Linked DNA regions of Gossypium hirsutum: region 2 is linked to region 1. The links are chromatin contacts, called in public Hi-C maps. All regions are on one chromosome and are shown on one strand. The core of a region is the stretch at or near the end of the contact, and the rest is flanking DNA. Distances in the headings are between cores, read along the strand shown.

The links. A called contact is a pair of places that touch in the nucleus more often than the background predicts.
Region 2: a Hi-C map of callus shows a contact between it and region 1, with 2.0 times the contacts expected there. The contact joins the promoter of LOC107929403 here to the promoter of LOC107939539 in region 1. A contact is called at or near these places in 2 of 34 Hi-C or Micro-C datasets (callus and leaf).

Annotation. Positions count from the first base shown.
Region 1 is chrA08:114,294,255-114,298,137 of Gossypium_hirsutum_v2.1, forward strand. LOC107939539 (nudix hydrolase 8) reads left to right here and starts at 2,220. Exons shown (of 9, transcript XM_016872883.2): 1 at 2,220-2,905; 2 at 3,094-3,368; 3 at 3,618-3,683. The coding sequence starts at 2,767.
Region 2 is chrA08:114,427,254-114,431,136 of Gossypium_hirsutum_v2.1, forward strand. It overlaps LOC107929403 (homeobox-leucine zipper protein HAT4-like), which reads right to left and starts at 1,809. Exons shown (of 4, transcript NM_001327301.1): 1 at 1,629-1,809; 2 at 1,030-1,343; 3 at 821-900; 4 at 398-725. The coding sequence starts at 1,809. The coding sequence ends at 398.

The sequences.
Region 1 (3,883 bases), core at 970-3,469:
TCTGACATTGATTGTTAGATCAACTTAGATTTAATATATGTTCTTTTACTCATCGATGTGTATTGATACACCGTACTGATTGTCAAATTATCACTTGCTGAATTTTTAAGAAAACTTAGCAACTTAATGATTTAAATAAAAAAACTTTCGCATAGTTTAATAATTCAAAAAATTTAGCAACTTAATGATTTAAATAAAAAACTTCCGAATAGTTTAATAATTCAAATGAAATCTTTGTAATAATTTAGTAACCATTTTGAAATATTTTAAAATTGAATGAATAAAACATAAATCTTAGTAATTTAGTATAATTTACCTTAATCAAATTGAAAACAAATTAACCTAAGTGATGTCTACCTCCATAAGTTAATAAATTCGTTTTCATTAAAAAAAACAAATATGAATTTGTTTGTATTGTTGTAATAAGAAGAGACGTTTTTGTCCTAAAATATTCTATGATTTTTACTTTGAGAAAAAGAAATCAATTGATTGAAAAAAAAATACATGATCACTTAATCAAATACCATCGTTGGATTAATAAAAGAAAACTTTAATTAATTTTAAACACATGTAAAACACATATTAGAGCTCACATCTATTAAATTTAGCTTGAATAAAATGTTGATATACGTAATTCTTTTACTATTAATTTTATATTTTGGTATAGTGGAAAACAGTTAGGTGAGGTGGTTGGGTCCATTCACATACGCAATGAATTAAACGTGATAAATGTGAACCCTTCCCTTTGTAGTTTTCTAAAACAAATTACTGTGTAAATTATTTAAAAAACATTGAAAAATCTTAATAACATAAGTAATTAGTAGGTTTAAATACTTTGAAGTTTACAAACTTTAATTTTTTTCAAGGCGATTAATGTAAAGATCATTGATGGATTAAGGAAAAAAGCATTGTTATTATGAGATTGATTTTGGTAGCCGTCACTATCATTCATTACAAGTGGGCTTCAACACAATTCATCATGCAAAGTATTATATGGGTCCCTCACTTATTTCATAATTAAATAAACTATCCTTACTGTTCATATTTGAATCCTTATTTTCCAAATAATAGAATTAGGTTGCTAAGAAATCTAGCACTGTTCCCTTAGATAAATAAAGATTATCAATTAGACGGGTGTGATGAGTCATTTCATCACAAATTCTGATGGCTAAATAGAGTGTACTTCTCTACTATAATGTTTCCTGCAGTATGGGATCAAAACCTTTTCGAGCAGCACCAGAAAAACAAGTGTCCAGCAGTTCTCTCAAAAGCCTCGACCAGACATCAGAAACTCACGTGTGGTAATGCTATCCACGCAATTTTTACTCACTAAACCAAAAAATAATTAAAAATAAAAAGAATGCTACTTCGATAGTTTCACACGCGTGAGAAGGGTGTGCATACCACGCGACAATATAACGCTGTACAAATTTTTTCGATTTAAGGAATATTGTATTAAAATGAAAGATATATACTTTAAATTATATCAAGTGTATAGTTTTTTTTTTAAAAGATTATAAGTCAAATAATGTTTCATATTAAAGAGTTCGCAAATTGTCTACAATTTTTATTTATCGCACCATTCTCTCTAATTGTATTATATCCTACGATATGATGTAAATTTTTTTTTCTATTTACATAATTAACATCGATCTTATAATATTTGAGTTCATAGTCTAAATAGTCTTTAGCTTTAATTATAAAAATTTCTATAAATTTAATTTGAAGAAAATTTTATACTAAATTATATCACTTTTTATAATATCTAAATTTAATAAAAATTAATATAAAATTTAAAATATATAATCTTTATTAATTTTTTTTATAAATTGTCTAAAACTTTCATAATATTTTTTATAAATAAATTATGATAAAAAACAATAATACTTTTTATGAATAAATATATTATTTTTATAATATATAACATGAACATATAAATATGTTATATGAATAAATTTTTAGTCATAATCTTTTATAAATAAATATATTATAAATATAATTTATTTTTTATAATAACTTTTTACTATAACCATTCTAAAAATGAATAAGTATTTATACTTATAATATAATTTTTTTAATTTATATAAAAAATAATTTTAAAAATTGAATTTCGAATCTCCCCTTCAGCTAAGAGTCGAAAAATATAATTAAGGGATGCTCCAATTTAGTGGGAGCCACAATTAAAATAGCTACCAAACAAATCAGTTCCCAAGTTCCCTCTTTTTTCTTTCATTTCAGCCGTGAATGAATTGCAGATCTTCATATATATAAAGTTGGCTCTTTCTTTTTGATTGTGATCCATCACCCAACACCCATTTCTCACCACAGCTTCACCAAACACATCACTCTTAACTTTTTTTAACTTTATTCATTTTGTTTTGCTAATTTAGGTAAAGATTATATAGGCTTACTCATGGCTTACGAGGCTTGTCTCCAGCATTAAACCTTGTTCCAAGGATTCTCTTCATCAAGCTTCATGTGTTTGTTTGTTTGTTTGTTTTCCCCCCTCTCACTACATTTTCAAAGTGGTGTTTTAATTTCTCAAGCAATCTCTTTGGCCAATCCGTTGTCTTTGGCAACGTTAAATTCTATAAATCTTTCTTGTTTTCTGGAATCAAAATTATTCTGATAGTTACAATCGTTTTGTTTTTATATATGTCAGGATAATTTATATGTATTATGCAGTTAGGGTATCGTTAAACCAGTGGGGGTTTAGGTCAGGGTTGGTGTTTAAAAGTCGTTTGAGAGTTTCGCATACTGACATAAATGGAGTGCAGCTTTTTTAGTTCAAAGTATATGCCAATGTCTGAGATAGCACGTCTTGAAAGGACAAATTCAAGCCAGTTTTCGAGTTTCAGGCCATTGGTTGAAGTTAAATCCACCCCACACTTCAGTTCTTGCAGAGGTAATTTTAAATTCTTATACTTTTAATTAGAAGGGCCTGGCAGGTTATGTTCAGTCAATTCAATTTTTGTCCGATTCCTGATGTAAAACAGAACATAAAGTTGAGGATTAGTTGTCCTGTTTTGATTCTGTTTCATGTAGGGAAATGATTAGCTTAAGATGCCATTGATTGGAAAGTAATGATTTCAGGTATATCTCCGAAGGCTTCTCATTCAAGTACTCCGAACTACAGTTATGTGCCAAAGCAAGCTGTCAGTTCAGTTGATGAAGAAAAACTTGGAGCAGGAAATTTATTATATCAGATTAATGGCACAAATTCAAGTTTGTTTTCGAGGAATTTGAGAATATTGGATTCTTTTGATGATGAATATGGTGGAGTCATTGTTGATTCAGAAAGATTACCAGCTAATTCAACTGTCTTTGCTTCCATGCTTAGTTTCTCAATTTCTCACTGGAAATCAAAGGTGATATAAATCTCTGTCTGTGCTTTGTTTTCTTTGCCTCCCAAGTCTTTAACCATAGTGCTTCCCTGTATTTATATTGTGACGGGTATGTCACAACCTTTGGTGACAAAACCTCGAGAGACATGTAGGTATTTAAGAAGGACAATTTTTAGGTGAAGTCATGACATAAAAATGCAACTTTTTATTATCAAGAGATGGCCGGACAGCAGTAAGTTTAGGATATTACTGATCTTAATTCATTATCTGCAGGGAAAGAAGGGAATTTGGCTGAAGTTGCCAGTGGAAAAATCAGATCTTGTTCCAGTTGCTATCAAGGTATCTTCCAGACATTAAAACATGGCACAAATGTTTCACTGGCTTCACTAAACCTATGTTATCCAGACTTGAGTGCTCATGAACTACATATAAGTCTTATATGGTTTCATACCTTATAAATGTTGGATACTGATACTTTTAGAGAAAATAGAGAGATTGGAAGTAGATGAGAACTTAAGCGGTTGACAATTAGCACTTAA
Region 2 (3,883 bases), core at 559-3,058, 130 kb after region 1:
CAAATTCTCCCCTTTTAGTTGTTTTTTAAGGCACCTTGTAACTTGAATTGGAATTTGGAACACAAGATTAGCTTTCAAGTTCAGTCAAATTTAATAATTAAACATACCAAGGAAGAGGTCATTTAATTAGGCATCATCGATTAACATTAAAAAAAATTAAACTAATTGAATATGTTAACATTAAACAGGGATTAGATTTAGGTGGGTCCAATAATACAAAACATGATGTCCCACCAAAATCACATTCTAACCACCATATCTTAGACCTTAAAGAGCTTTGAACATGGGATTGGTACGATGCTCTAAAAAGCACTAAATATTCTCCGTACTCAATTTGTGATGCTTCTTTTTTTTTTTAAACATTTGACAAAAACGCCCTTGAGCATTGGTTGAAAAATTACGATCGAAGCCGAAGAGCATCCAACGGTCCATGAGGGATTGGGGCAGCAGCCGGAGCCCAAGGGTTGATGGGGATGGCCCTGTGGTGGTTCTGGGGTAGCTGATGATGGGATCTTGGATCAACGGTGGATGATGCACCTACTCTCTCACACGATGGGCACATGGTGAGGGTCGTAGGTGGGGTCATTTGCATGTAGAACTGAGGAGAAAGTTTCAGTGCTCTCAGCTCCTGAACTTCCTTCTGCAACCGCCTGTTTTCCTCCGTCAGATTCTCACAGCATCTCTTTAGGAACTCACAGTCAACCTCAGTTTGCTTCAGCTTGGTCCTGCAAAAAGAATTTTAAGAAGTCCAGTATTTAGTAAATAATGTTACACCAGAAGGACATAACAGTAAATTTACTAACAAGGCAAATCGTTCTACCTCGCCCTTCTGTTTTGGAACCAAACTTCAACTTGTCTGGGTCGCAATCCCAGCTGCTTAGCCAAAGCCATCTTTTGTTTCTGTAAAGATACAAAACAGCCATCGTTTTATTAGCTTATTTACCAAAAAAACCACTCCAAATATTTTCTGTTTGGTTACTAAGAAAACAGTTATATTATAACATCAAAGCTTGCGTTGGAATTACTTACTGGGTTCAGAGTGTTGTTTTCTTTAAAGCTTTCTTCAAGAATAGCAGACTGATCCTTCGAAAGCCTAAGTTTTTTTCTCGAAGCGTCACCATCTTCCTCATCACTGATGCCACGAGAACAAGCTCTTTCAATATCAAGCTCATCTCCATTAGTGCCTTCCCTTTCGCTCCTTTTCCCACTCACACTCGATATCGTGCTGTTCGGAGATGAAACTCCAGCTGCTTCTTCGCAATCGACCGTAGATGGCAATCTGTTCACGTCGATTCCTCTAAGAAATGATCTAGTCTCGCCTCGGAAAGATTCTGCGTTAGGATCTGCATGCAAATACTGTACTTTTTCAGAAAAAAATGGAAACTTTATCTGATTATTGAAGAAAAGAAAAAGAATTTTCAGGCTTAGATCTAGAAAAAAGTAGCAGATTTTAGGGTGGGGGTCTGCATGTGAAAACGATTGTCAAAAAAGCTACTTCAAGCATGAGGAAAATATTTTGGTTGGGTGACAGTAGAGCATTGAAGGACGCAAAGAAATTGATTTCTTTAAGGTTTGTTTGGTTCTCGGGAAACCAAAGGGGAAAAAAAGAAGAGAGTTAAGAAACAAACCTGAAGGAGCAGAAACATCGTTCCATAATGATTTGTGAATGGCTGTAAACCCAGAAGGGACCGAAGAGCAAGAATCAACGGAGGAAGGAATCAAAGAAGGCCTTAGATTCAGCTGCAAGGAGTGGCGATTCTGAGGAAAACCCAAACTGAGACTCAAACCCAGATCTTCTTTTCCCACCATCGTTTTAGATTATTTTCTCTTTTGCCAAACAAAGCTTCTTTCTTCTTTTCCCTGTATGAAAAAGGGTGAGAAACAGAGAGAAAAAAAGGAAAGGAAAAGACTTGGGCTTTGATAAGGGGGAGAGAGAGGGGGGGGGGGAAGGGAGGTGATGATGGGTTGGGGATGTGAGAAAGGGGGGTATTATATAGAAAGCTAAAGAATGGAGTGCAAGTGAAAGTTCGATGATGACTTGCTGTCATTGAGGAGGCCAATTATCTCAATCATGGCAATTTGCTCCCCAAAATAATACCTACCCCTTCCCCCTATGCTCCTTTGTCTCACTTTTAACCTTTTTTAACCATTTACCTTTCTAAATGCTCTTTATTATATAAACGTTTTGCATATTGTCTCATTAATAAGTAAATAAAGATATTGTGAAATTCATCATTCTTAATGTTTGCTTTTATATATTGTCTAATCTTTGACTTGTTACTTAATTATCTGCTTACCTAATTTACACCCAAATTAACTTTCCATTTCGTTTCTAACGGGGGTGGCATTTACCACGCTTTGGTGGCCAATTAAAATCTTGACCAATAAATGCATTAATAAAGGCATGATTCACAACTTTTGAGTATTATAAATGTAGCAATCTCCTTTTAATTCAATTTAAAATTCATTTATTATTTTCAATACAAAAATCATAGTTTTTTTTTTAGATAATACTCATATTCCATTAAAAAAGATTAAAAATCATAGGTGCTCTTTTCTCATCATACACTCCATCTTTCTATTTTACTAATGCTTAAGTTAAATTAAAATTGAATAGTTGTTCCTAAACTATTGATTGTTGTTAATTCCAAGTGTATCAACTATTAGATAAGTTTTTGAGGTTTTTTTATAAAGCAGAGGGATTAAATAGAGTTAACCTTATCTTAATTTTGGTAAATTTGATTAAGTCTAAATACAATAGGACACTTAATACATTTGCATGCTCAAAATATGTTCATGACTATTAAGGTGATTACTAAAACTTATTTTTGACACTTGATTGTTTTTTTTCTAAGTCCTCCAAAATTAAGATTTCGTTTATTAATAATAATATTTCTGTGGTTATGAGTACAGCTTAAGACGTGACTAATTGAGTAATCGGGGTAAGGTGCTTGGGTTGTCATTTTAGTTCGCATCAAAAGGTTGTGTGACGTGTTAGGTAAAACTCCGCTAACCGGAATTAATTTCTAAGAATGTGTTGGGCTGAGTAACCGAAATGAGGTACTTCGCTGTCATCTCTCTTCGCGTCAAAAGGTTCGATATGTTATTAGGAATAATAAAATTAGGAATGTGCTGGGCTGAGTAACCAGGGTGGGGTGCTTGGGTTGTCATCTCTTTTCGTGTCAAAAGGTTCAGTATATTGCTAAGTGAAAGTAAATAAATAAATTTGAAATATTAAAAAAAAGATGCATTAATAAAATTTGGATACTAAAGGGAGAACTAAATAAGATGTCTTGATAGGTTTGGTAAATTACCTAATTTTCAAGAAATAATCCAAGTTAGTCCTAATTTTTGTGTGTGTTAATTGGAACACTTTTTCAATTTTACTTAAATCAAGCTAAGGGTTCTCTTTATTTTTCGAATGAATTTTGACTAATTTTTATAAAACTTTGGAGTAGAATTTCTTTCATGGCAGGATTTACTTTTCACAGTGGATAGGAACCATACTTGAGGGCAAGCATGGGCTAAGTAAATTTTGAGTATCATATTTTATGTGCTAATTGCATGATTATTTTGAGTATGATCCTACTAATTTGGGTTTTTTTATAATCTTTTATCTTTTAGGGACTTAATTTAAGACAGAAGTAAATTTAAGGGCAAAAAGTGGGAATTTGGAGATAAAGTGGGCCAACATGCGAAGTAGGAGAAAGGTGGTGCCAAAAATGCAAGCATGGACGACATAAGGGCTAAAATGCAAAAGAAGAGATTTTATAGCACAAGACTCTATTTTAATTTCAATTATATTAGGATAATTATTAAGGATTTTTATTTAGATTTAATTTTGGGATTTATTTTTATTTATCTTTATTTATCTTAAATTATC